Regions from separate parts of the Mus musculus genome. Here regions 2, 3 and 4 are each linked to region 1. A link is a contact called in public Micro-C and promoter capture Hi-C data. All regions are on one chromosome and are shown on one strand. Each heading gives the region's core, a stretch centred on a gene start, on an enhancer-like site or on the middle of the called end of the contact. The rest is flanking DNA. Distances are from core to core; before and after follow the strand shown.

Region 1 (2,700 bases), core at 47-2,546:
TCTCATTCCTAAAATTCTGTTCTTGCAGTGTGCGGAGTGAGTGGTCTAACAGCCACGCCCCCACATGGCTAGCAGCCACGCCCCCGCATCGCTAGCTTTGTAGTTACTTTCAAGGACAGCTGTATACAACTCACCTTGCACCTTGGGAGGTGGAAGTGGAAGAATCAGTTCAAGGTCATCTTCAGCTATAATGCAAATTCCAGGCTGGTGAACAAGAAAACAGACCGCTGAGGGAAGCGTAGCCTGGTCCTTTGTTCTTGAAAACTAATTTTAACATTTGAATTCCTTCATCTAGCACGAGCCTGGGAAGTGCCTGAGTACAAACCTTATCTTTAGCAATCCTGGTTTCTGCCTGTGTGCTCTCACCTGATCTTACATGTAGTTGATAAAAATTAGGCTTCAGATACCCCCAGCAATCCAAGAGATTGGGCTCTCTGTCTCTGCCTTTCACCTGTCTGTCTAGGTCTCTTAACAGCATTGGCCTGGATCCGAGCAATAGTTGTATGTTAAATAAGATGGTCTTAAAGTAATGGGGGCTGAGGTTAGTTTCAAACTAGTTTTCAGAAGAAAACCTTCAACCTTTGATCCTGTTTCCACTTCCCTGTGCTCTTATAAAAATAGGTGCTGTGTTTTGTTTTTGAAATTTTATTGTGTGTGCGTGTCGTGTGTGTAAGCAGACGTTAACACTGCACTCTGTCCCCTTCCAACCAGGTTAGCAGCCTCTAGAAATATTTTGTACCGTTAATCCTCATCAAGGAGTCAAAACGTGACTGGTATCTGGGGCAAAGCCTTTGAAAATGCTTTTTAATTTGTTTAAAGCACTTAAAAATCTGGCACGTGGTAGAGCCCTGGCCTACAATGCGCTCTAGATTCCTTATCTAACTCAAAAAAAAAAAAAAAAAAAAAAATCAAGCCCTGGTGGGTGGCTACTTCTTTAATACCAGTACTTTGGAGGCAGAGGCCGGTGGACGTCTATGAACTTGGAGTTCTAGGACCAGCCAGGGCTACACAGAGAAACCTTATTTCAAAACCAAAACCAACCAAACAAAAAACAAACAAACAAAAAAACACCCCCCCCCCACAAAATACCCCCCCATAAAAAGAAGAAACAAAATAAAAATGTACAATGAGGAACGCTGTGCGTGCTATGCGAACGCCCTCGGCAGCGTGGGTCTCAGGGCGCTCGGCCTCCGAGGAGTGAATAGGAGTTGGGTGGCTGAGGCTGGAGAGCGAGGACCATTGGGCGTGCGGCGGGGGCGGGGTCGCGGCGGACCTGTGCGCGGCGTGGGGCGGCCATTCAAACGCCGGCCGACCTTCCTGAGCTCTCCTCCCGTGCCGGGCGACCTTCCTGCGCTCTCCTCCGGGGCGCCGGGGCGCGACGTCGGCGGCCGGGCTCGCGTGGGCGGCGTCGGCGTCATGGTCCATTTCTTGCATCCGTTGCTGTGGCCGCGGGCCCTCGTCCTGCCCGACGCCCAGCAGGACGCGCAGGGCCACTGCTTGGTGCAGGTGAGTGTGGCCGCCGTCCGGGCTCCGGGGCGTCCGCCCGTCGTGCAGCGCGGCCCGCGGGCGGGCGGGCTGGTGCGGGGCGGCCTCCTCCGGGCGGGCGGGCGGGCGGCGAGTTGGGCGTGACGGTTCCCTGGAAGTCGCCGGCAGGCCGGCCCGGGCTCCGGGCTCCAGGCTCCGTGGACGCCGCGTCCAGCCCTCGCGGGGTTCCTGTTCGCTGCGCTGCTGAGGAAGGCGCCCGAGTTCGAACCCCAGCCATACTGAGCCCCCCGCTGCGCGCAGGCGCCACCCCCTCAGGCTAGCCCCGCTCCTCTCCTCAGACCTCCAGCCCGCCCGGTCTCCTCAGCCCGCTCCCTTCAGATGGCCTCACCTCAGCAAGCACAGACCCGCCCCTCTCCTCAGGGCCCCGAGCCGCCTCCTCTTAGCGCCCCACGCAGCGGCTCCCCTAAGTCGCCCACCCACCTGCCCCAGGAACCGAGTGCGGAAGGCGGCGAGCCCGAGGGTGACTGGGTCTACACTAGAACTTAGTGATCTTGGATGCTCAGTACCTGGCGGGGGTGGGGTGGGGGACAGCGAAAAATACACCGGTGACAGGCAGATGTGGGTGCTGGGAACAGAGTTTCGGCCTCTAGAAGAACCCTGTGCCCTCTTTTAACCTCTGAGCCATCTCCTTAGCCCCTATTTTAATTTTATTCTGGAAATAAAATTCCACCCAAGATCAGGCTGGTCTGGAACTCACTAAGTAACTCAGGCTGGCCTTGCATTCTCAACAATACTGGGGTTACAATTACAAGCAAGTGACAGGGGACCCAGCTTCTTTCTGCTTGTCCCTGCTTACAAGACAAGCGTCTTACCAAGTGAGCTACTCCTCGGGCCTTGCAGGTTTTAACTCATATGCCTATGTATTTTTTGGGAGTTAATAAAGTTAGTTCTTTGTATATCTCCATATTTATAAAAGGAGACAACATTTGCTGAGCCATGGTGGGACACGTCTTTAATCCCAGCACTCAGGAGTTAGTTTGAGGCCAACCTAGTCTACAGAGTGAGTTCCAGGAAGCCAAAGCTACACAGAGAAACTGTCCAAAGTGGAAAAAAAGAAGTGGGGGGGGGGGGGGGACAGCATTCCCAGAACTATAACAGATTTTGCTTTGGTAATATCTATCAAGAAATGTATTCTCTACTTCATTCGGTTTATCA
Region 2 (2,817 bases), core at 56-2,555, 170 kb before region 1:
GTGCCAGTCTTCAGTGATAACAGCTCAAGAGAAGAGTTTTCTGGGAATATTAACAGTTCTTCTTGGTTTGAGGTATTGGTAACAAAACCAGGGCCCTCATGCATACTAGGCAAATGATCTATCTACCATTATCTATCATCCATGCCAAAGGTAAGTTTTTGCTCATTTTTGAGATGAGATCTGTATTGCCAGGCTTGCTTTAAACTCCTGGACTGAAGCAATCCTCCTGCCTCAGCCTGCTGAATAGTTTGGACTAGTGGCATATGCCACCAGATCTGGCTCCTTTTTGTTTATTGTTTTGGCTGACCTTTAAAAGCATTGCCCTCTTAAAACCTTTGCTATTCCCTTACACAGAGCCCCTCTGTGCCTATGATCCTGGTCCTATATTGATCCCTCCCTGTTGATTCCTCCACCAAGCTGTTTCTCAAGGGCCAGCCCGGATCTGACCTTCAGGTCAGAGGCGTGGTGTACAATGGCATCTGTGGAACTGAACTGCCTTACAGGTCAAAGGGAAAAGAAGCCGTGAAGGGGGTCAGTTAGGCTTATACCCAGCCCCCTGCAGATCCATGATCCCACACACAGCTGCCACAGCAAAGGGATGCACCACACTATCTCCTACCATCCTCTTCTGTGGAAATGCAGAGCTAAGGCTCGGAGGGACTGGGTAAATCCTCAAAGATCCTTGTTCACCCTCTCAGGGTACACTGGAGAAACTGAGGCTCGGAAGCACCTTCAGACAGGAAGGAGAACACTGTCCTTGTAGTCTAGGAACAAGTTGTGAAGGTTGGCAACCCCTAATTGAGGTGGGGGTAAAGGCTTATTCCTGAGACAATTGCTTCAATGTCTTTGGCCAAGAGCAGGGAGTGCTAAGAGTGTGTGTGAACATTGTGTGTCAAAGAGAGAGCAGGAGAGGAAAAGAAAGGCAATCAAGACTTTGAAAATATTACTGGAGGGCAGGGTGTGGACACACACCCAAAATCCCAGCATTTGGGAGTTGGAAGCCAGTCATCAAGACATCCAGGCCAATGTGGAATACAGGAGGTTTGCTGAGAGTCAGCCAGACAACAGGGTTGAAATCCCATGAGCTAAGGAGCCTGGGGAAATGACTTGTCTCTCTCTGATTCTCAGCTGCCGTCTATACAATGAAAACCCTGGTCTTCAGGTTGCTTTGCCAGTTAAATGGAGTATTATTCATCAACCCCAGAGGACCCCGTTCTGCCTGTCTTCTGCGTAGCACACAACTACCCAGAGAAGGGTCCTGGCGGCCCGCACGGTGGTACCTCGCTCAGGCGAGAGCCTCAAATATCCACCTTGCCTCTCTGGCTGTCGCGTGGTGTCTCGGCAGCCGGGGCGAGGAGGCAGCCCCCACCCTGGACTGGGTCCCCACGTGCACCCCTGCCTCCGCGCCCGCGCACCTGACCACCGGGTCCCCGGGCGCCCCGTCCTCACCGCGCGCCTCCGCGCCTTTCGCCGTGCCTTTCTCTGCAGCGCCTCTACCTGCGCACTTCCCTGCCTGCCTGGCCCTCGGGCTCTTTCTCAAGATCTGCGGGGTCTCCGGCCGTTGTCTCTCGCTCACCCGCTGTCGGTCCGTCCGTCCAGGGAGCCAAGGAGGCGCGATGAGCGGCGCCTGCTCGAGCTACGTGAGCGCTGAGCAGGAGGTGGTGCGCGGCTTCAGCTGCCCGCTGCCAGGGGGCGAAGCGGCTGCTGTCTTCTGCTGTGGCTTCCGCGACCACAAGTACTGCTGCGACGACCCGCACAGCTTCTTCCCCTACGAGCACAACTACATGTGGTGGCTCAGGTACAGGCCCTGGCTCTAACCTCACCTTGAACCCCTTCTCCCATCTTATCCCACTAGCCCACCCGCAAGCCAGCCTCTTGGAAGCCCCCACCTTCATCTAAGTGCCCTTCCCTCAAATCATCCTTACTCCTCACTGATCCTACTCTTGCTTTGTACCACATCAAACCCTTAAAGCCCCATCTCAACTCCTTCTTCATCCTGACCCCAACCATAATTTAGAGCCCCACTTGAACCTGACCAGCACTACCCCCAAAGCACTCATTCTGTCCCTATTCTGAACTTCACTCTGCCATCACTCTCAACATAATCTCAAATCACAAGCCAACCTTCACCCTAACAGCAAATACTATCTTCAGACATACAGAGGAATCCCTAACTCTACCCTTAGTCCTCACAGCGGCTCTGAGCTCTGGATGCTGTTCCGGGTACCAGCACAGTCCCAAGCCCAGCTTTATGAATTCCCTATTACTACTGCAATCTTAACCTGCCTCAGCCTCCTCCTCAAGCCTGCCTGTAAACCGTCTCATCTGTTTACCCACAACTTGACTTTAATTGGCTTTAGACCTACATCCAAACCACAACCTCAAACCTTCATCCTCACCTGATGCTCCAACCCAACCCCATCTCAGCCCAGCCTCAGCCCTTCCCTTCCCTCTCACTCTCTTTACTGGACACTTATACTTGAGTCCTGGGGGTGTACTCTATGCTCATAAACCTGGGGGTCAAGGCTTCCTGCAAGTTCAGTGTGACACAGTGGCATAATGCCACAGCAGAGGCCAGTTCCAACCATTTTAATAGTGGGGTCTGGGTGCAAATATTTCATTTTCCCTGGCCGTTCAGAAACTGGGTTGCTTGGGCCAACTCTGACAATCCTGAAACCTAAGTATGGAGATGGAGGACAGTAGGTCTTAATACCTCTGAGTCCCCAAAGGGATCCAGAAAGTAGAGCCTGATCCTCCCCCTGCTCTGGGTAAGAGGTGTCAGCAAAACTGGGGTGGTCCATGGAGAGTTTTTTGTCC
Region 3 (2,844 bases), core at 146-2,645, 190 kb before region 1:
CTTTAGCTAATAGTAACAAACAACAACAACAACAAAAAAAACCCAAAACTTTATTTCTTAGTTTAAGGCTTGTAATTTTTTTTAATACGATGTCTCCCTATTAAGTCACACACAGCTGGCCTGGTACTATATAGACCAGGTTGCCCACTAACTCAGAGATCTGCCCGCCTCTGTCCTCCAAATGCTGGGATTAAAGACATTGGCTATCATGTAGGGCAAGCCTGTAAACTTTATTGTGGCCCTCGGAGGCTGTGTGGCCTCACGACTACCTCCCCTCCCCCACCCCCAAGCGTACTTTCATGTCAGCCAAACTAGTCTTTGTTGCCCATTGTATCATGTTTCACTCTCCCAGGAGGCCTTGTACAACTTTCTGCTTTTACCTGAATAATTTCTATTCATTTGTCAAGAGTTCAGTTCAAACCTCCTTTCGTTTGCCCACACACAACCTCGACTTTATTAGGTGGTACTGTACCGGCCACAACTGTAGTTTTGGAGTTAACTGTAAAATTTTTAGTGTCCTATCTCCCTCTGAATAGGAAGCCCACATGTTTTCCCTCACTGCACGGGGGGTGGGGGTGGGGGGTGGGGGGTGGGGGGTGGGGGGCTAGAGCTGAACTTGGCATAGAACAGGTACTCCAAATGTGTGTTAACTCATACTAAGTCGCCACCGGATGCTTGGCCCTTTATGGGTGTCATAGACGTTTTTCTGCGCCTGGGAAACGCTGTAGCTTGCTATTGAGATCTCTTGTCACTAACTTGAGATTGCAGCTGCTACCCACGTTTGTGTCCACAAAGAGCTTTTAACTGTCAGCTGCTGGAGATACCGGGCCTTCTTGGCTCCTGCTGCACCTCCAGTAAGGAGGCAATAATCCAGTGACTGACTAGATAGGCAAGCTCTCCTAACCCCCATGCACTGCTGGAATCCAAACCGCAGCAGACTTGTCTCCCACACTTGTCTGACTTTGGGGAAACACTACATCCATTAACCTAAAGTTTGTACGCATCGTTCAGCTATCAAATTGTTTTCCAGCACTTTCCCGTTACAGTCCAGTACTCCCAATTCTACACTAGGTAATATTCCCGTAAAGAAACTGGGGCTCAGAGTGGTGGAGCGATCCGCCTAAGGCCAGGCACTAGAAGCTAATCCTCACAGATTTTTCTCCGCTATCTCCCTATTAAGTCTCTGCGCCCTGAGCTTGAGTTTGAGCGAATTTTGGTCTCAGCCTCAAGAAAACAGGATCCTGCGATCTGAAGCTAACCAGCGCAGAGCAGCTAGGGAAACTGAGGTCCAGAGCCGGGACTCTGCGCCTGCAGAGACGACTGAGAAGGGGGCGCGTCCTGCCCAGCGGGCCGCCTCCTCCCGCCCCACACGGCGGGGTCCCCTCCGCCTTGTCTTTGCCCTCGCCAAGTCGCCACCTCGGGAGTGAACCATGGTTGCAGCTGTGGCGACGGCGTGGCTGCTCCTGTGGGCCGCGGCCTGCGCGCAATCCGAGCAGGACTTCTACGACTTCAAGGCGGTCAACATCCGGGGCAAGCTGGTGTCGCTGGAGAAGTACCGTGGCTCGGTGAGTGACGATTCCTTGCGGGCCTGGCGCGGAGGGGAGGGAGGGGCTCCGTGGGGATGCTACTCTCGGGTGTGCCACAGCTCGGACACCACCCTGCTCATCCCAGCCGCGAGATCGGTGCAACCGGCGCTCCCAAACCCTTGCCCACTCAGGCCTGCGGCTACGTGGCACAGCTTAGGAGCCACCCGCGCTGACTGCGCTCTGCGAGGCTCAGGATCTCACCCGGAAGGTGAATGCCCTCCGCTCTCCGCTTTGCCTCTCCCAAGTGGAAAAGAAACCCTAGCCTTTATGGCCCTTTGCCGGTCCAGTCCAGCTTCTGCTCCTGTAACAGTGGGTCCAATGAGAACGCAGAGAGACAAATGTGCAGTGGAGGGAGTGACCATCAAAAATGGACCTTTTCATGATTCTTAGAATCCACCCTCAGGCCCTGAGAGCAAAGATACAACAGTGGAAAGCAATCCAAGTTGTAAGAGAACCCCCTATACACCCTTCCCATCCTTGATCCTCCTAAGACCCACCCCTTAGAGGGCAGTTGTGATGGAGTTGCTAATGGGCCTGCCCTACTCACTAGGCGAATCACAGTAAGAAGGAAGTGTGTCAGGATTGGGTCTTTTAAATAAAACTTGAGCAAGACAGATCAATCCAGACAGAGAGAGCTGGCCAAGTCCAGACACAGAAGCAAAACAACAAGAAAGGTCAGGGTGGACCAGGGATTTCAGCAGCGGGTACTTGAGAGATACAAACTGCTAGACTAACCGGTGTTAGATGAGGCTGACTGCCAGGGAGACTTTGAACTGTAAAGTTCAGAGACTCTGGTGCGATGAAGAATCTTCTCAAGAGAGGAGCATGGTAGCACACACCTTTAATCCCAGCATGCTGAAGGAAGAGAGTCTGTGAGTTCAAGACCAATTTAGTGTCTATCTACATTGGGCGATCCAGAAAGCCAGGGCTACATGGTGAGACCCTATCTTTAAAAAAAAAAAAAAAAAAAAAAAGGTAATTAATTAATTTTTAAAAATCCTTCAAAGAACCTTTTGTCTCTTGAGTTGGAGTTGGAGATCCTGGTGTGAAGACTGCTATTGAACACTAACTGACTTGTGACCCCATCATCCAGAGTTGGATGGTTCAGTAGGCTTTTCTTGCAAGCAAGAGTATCTTTAGGGGCAAAACTATTCTCAATAGCCTTGTTGTTCTCGATTACACTGAGAGTCCTTGCCCTGACCAGTGTGCTGTAAGTTTCAAGAGAGAAAACAGTGTAGAAACATTAGGTAAGCTTTAG
Region 4 (2,888 bases), core at 16-2,515, 250 kb after region 1:
TTGATGTCCCCTTTCATAGTCATTTCCTGCCCACTGAGCTGTCTGTCCCTCTGTGCCTGGGCTGTAAACCCCACCTGTCTCTGCTGCATGGGGAGTTCAGGCTTGTCTCCCCAGCTGGAGGTCTTGACACTGTCTCCATGGTCCTGAACTGTGTCTCCCTTGTTGGAACAGGCATCTATAGTGTCTTATGTAACATCACCGGGGTCTTCCCCGGTCCACAGAAAGATCTTTCCCAGATGATGCATTGATGAGGCAGCCTCACCACTCTGTCTCCCATTTCCCGCCAGCCACACCTCCTGAAGTTTCCTCTCCATGAGCGCTGTTCTCACACCTCCTCTTCAGCCCAGGGTCACTTGCTTCCCTGCAGCTTCCCCCAACCCCATCTGATCCACGACCACCTCATCTTCCACTCTGCACCCAGGGATCACTCTAAAGTGTTCATCCTTCAGGTCTCTCTTCCTTTCCATGGTTTGCAGGGTTATCCCAAGCCTGTGTCTGGTGATGGGAACCTTTCAGCCTTTGCTCTCTACACTCCAGCCCCTTACTTTCCCTGTATATTCCAATAGCCCTCCTCCAAATAAAAGGCTTGACCCATTGCTCCCAACTTTCATGCACCCTTGAGCCTCATCCTGCTGGTCCTGCCGCATAGGAAACCCATTCTGGATCCTGGTTAGGGACCTGTAGGGGTGTTCTCTGAAGACCCCCGGTCTCCTCTCCATTGCTCTCAACCTTATGCTTTTTCAGTGGCGCGTCTTTGTCCCCAGCCACCTTACTGTGCTGGCTTTGTGGCTTTGCTGCCATTTCGCCAGCCATTTTACTGACATCTCACACCAGTGGGTGTTTTTACACCCACGATATAGATGGGAACACTGGGACCCAAAGAAGCAACCTGGCTCACCTACTGTAACAATTCTAAGAACCCCAGCCCCGCAGACCCACACCTCCCCGGGGGGGCCTGACCTGTGGTGAGAGGCGCTGGGTCCTGAGGAAGAAGCCAAGGAGGCAGCCCACGATGACAGAGAGCACAGACAGGATGAGCAGCCCGTTGTGCTTACACACTGTGCGCCCTCGAGCCAGGACAGCGTCGAGCACCATGCTGAGCCCAGCCTGTTGGCACCATTCCATGCACTGTCAGATGAGGCCCAGGGCTGGGCTGGAGGCACAAGCCTCTCTGCTTACAGGTGAACAGAGTCCTAGGCACCTATCAGCAGCCTTGCAGCCATGGTCTGTGCAGCCGTCCAGAGGGAAGCCACAATCCTATTACCAGCTGCATCATTAGGAGCTAGGAGCAGATTAGGGCCTGGGAAATTAGAGCAGGCCACGTGGTCGGGGCGTCCAGTCCTCAAAGCCAAATGCTTCTCTTGAAGAGGGGAGGGACCAGACACCATGAGAGGAAGCAGAGGTGCTTCACCTCCACCTATTCCGGAAAGATGTAGAAGCAAGGCAGCGAGGTTCCAGTGACCGCCCACCTCAGTAGTGCTAGTGGACATCTGATGGCTGTCCTAGATGCATGGTATTGTGTCAGCATGATTCATACTGACGTCAGTCTCCAGGAGTGAGTGTGTGAATTTGTCAGTGCAGATTCACGGGTGTCCTCTGTGGAAAGAGTAACAATGCGCCCAGGCTTACCCTGTGAGCTACTGAGAGTCAGGGGGGGGGGGGGAGCTCAACCTCAACACTTTGGGTCTGGGTTCCAGTCTCCACATCATTGCCATTTGATGACCTCATTGAGATCTGAGACCACTGAGACCCCAAGAGCCTGGGTCCCTCGGCACAGTCACTAAGCTGGCACTCAGCAGTGTGGGGTCAGGTGACACTGTGAGGAATTTAGACTTGAGTTTAGTTGTCCTGACCTCAGCCTAATGACAACAGGAAATGAATAAACTTTCTTCCAAGGGGCTTTAAGTCCAAGATGACCCATCCCATGTCCCTCAGGAACTGTTTTTTATTTTAAAAGTATTCTTTTTTTTTAAGATTTATTTATTCATTATATGTAAGTACACTGTAGCTGTCTTCAGACACTCCAGAAGAGGGAGTCTTTAAGATTTATTTATTCATTATATGTAAGTACACTGTAGCTGTCTTCAGACACTCCAGAAGAGGGAGTCAGATCTCGTTACAGATGGTTGTGAGCCACCATGTGGTTGCTGGGATTTGAACTCCGGACCTTTGGAAGAGCAGTCGGGTGCTCTAACCCACTGAGCCATCTCACCAGCCCTTAAAAGTATTCTTATTTATTCTTTTTTATACATATGAACAATGTGTCTTGATCACATCTGAATGAAAAAAAGAAACAAAAAGGAGGACAAAATGATTGCTCCCAGGTGTGGTAGAGGGAAAGGTTCACTGTAGATAAGAGGGAGAAAACAGCCAGAGGCATCTGGATGAGTCTAGATGGATGTAGCCAGACTGAGCCTGGCTGTGTGAGGAGAGAGGTGGAGGGAGGGCAAGGCAGGAGCTGGGATCAAGAGGGGTCTGGGCCAAAGACTGGTGATAACTAGCCAAAATGGCTGAGTTATCTAGGGACCAGAGGAGCTGGGGGGTGGTGAGAGGGGAGCCCCTGAATTGGAGAGTCCTGGGGTGGGGGGTGTTGGGTATGCCTGTCAGGAAGATTCTGTAACAAGTAGGGACTGAGGGATGCTGGGAGGACCTGGGGGCCAGTGTCACCTTTGATATGATAATAGGCATCTCAGCCATTTGTCCTGGTTTGAGACTTAACAACATCCCCCCACAAGAGCAATCCAGGATCCTCCCCTGCAATGCCCCTCCCACCTTCTTGTCTCCTCCTCCTCTCCTCTTCCTCTTTCTTCTTCTTTAAATAATCCAGATAGCCTGCAGGAGTGTGGACAACCTACTAACTCACACACACACACACACACACACACACA

What was found. Promoter capture Hi-C pulls out the DNA fragments that hold promoters and counts their contacts. A called contact is a pair of places that touch in the nucleus more often than the background predicts.
Region 2: a Micro-C map of embryonic stem cells shows a contact between it and region 1, with 4 times the contacts expected there. The contact joins the promoter of Shisal2a here to the promoter of Zyg11a in region 1. A contact is called at or near these places in 3 of 39 promoter capture datasets (liver and stem cell-derived epiblast-like cells), 2 of 484 Hi-C or Micro-C datasets (both in embryonic stem cells) and 2 of 115 datasets of contacts at active chromatin or transcription factors (bone marrow-derived macrophages and embryonic stem cells).
Region 3: a contact with region 1 is called in a promoter capture Hi-C map of embryonic stem cells, with 2.9 times the contacts expected there. The contact joins the promoter of Gpx7 here to the promoter of Zyg11a in region 1. A contact is called at or near these places in 9 of 39 promoter capture datasets (the C10 cell line, cranial neural crest, embryonic stem cells and 5 more), 1 of 484 Hi-C or Micro-C datasets (embryonic stem cells), 1 of 115 datasets of contacts at active chromatin or transcription factors (embryonic stem cells) and 1 of 9 other capture datasets (adipose tissue).
Region 4: a promoter capture Hi-C map of stem cell-derived epiblast-like cells shows a contact between it and region 1, with 4 times the contacts expected there. The contact joins the promoter of Slc1a7 here to the promoter of Zyg11a in region 1. A contact is called at or near these places in 22 of 39 promoter capture datasets (the 3T3-L1 cell line, 3T3-L1-derived adipocytes, the C10 cell line and 14 more), 2 of 484 Hi-C or Micro-C datasets (Th1 cells and muscle stem cells), 3 of 115 datasets of contacts at active chromatin or transcription factors (astrocytes, embryonic stem cells and stem cell-derived neural progenitor cells) and 2 of 9 other capture datasets (liver and macrophages).

The regions. Positions count from the first base shown.
Region 1 is chr4:108,216,639-108,219,338 of GRCm38.p6, reverse strand. Zyg11a (zyg-11 family member A, cell cycle regulator) reads left to right here and starts at 1,296. Exons shown (of 14, transcript NM_001167936.3): 1 at 1,296-1,506. The coding sequence starts at 1,417.
Region 2 is chr4:108,382,143-108,384,959 of GRCm38.p6, reverse strand. It overlaps Shisal2a (shisa like 2A), which reads left to right and starts at 1,305. Exons shown (of 3, transcript NM_001099303.2): 1 at 1,305-1,798. The coding sequence starts at 1,617. Gm32297 (a long non-coding RNA gene) reads right to left here and starts at 1,737. Exons shown (of 6, transcript XR_003955247.1): 1 at 1,577-1,737.
Region 3 is chr4:108,405,264-108,408,107 of GRCm38.p6, reverse strand. It overlaps Gpx7 (glutathione peroxidase 7), which reads left to right and starts at 1,395. Exons shown (of 3, transcript NM_024198.3): 1 at 1,395-1,565. The coding sequence starts at 1,431. It overlaps Gm32297 (a long non-coding RNA gene), which reads right to left. Exons shown (of 6, transcript XR_003955247.1): 5 at 2,322-2,533; 6 at 1,561-1,992.
Region 4 is chr4:107,966,783-107,969,670 of GRCm38.p6, reverse strand. It overlaps Slc1a7 (solute carrier family 1 (glutamate transporter), member 7), which reads right to left and starts at 1,265. Exons shown (of 11, transcript NM_146255.3): 1 at 961-1,265. The coding sequence starts at 1,095.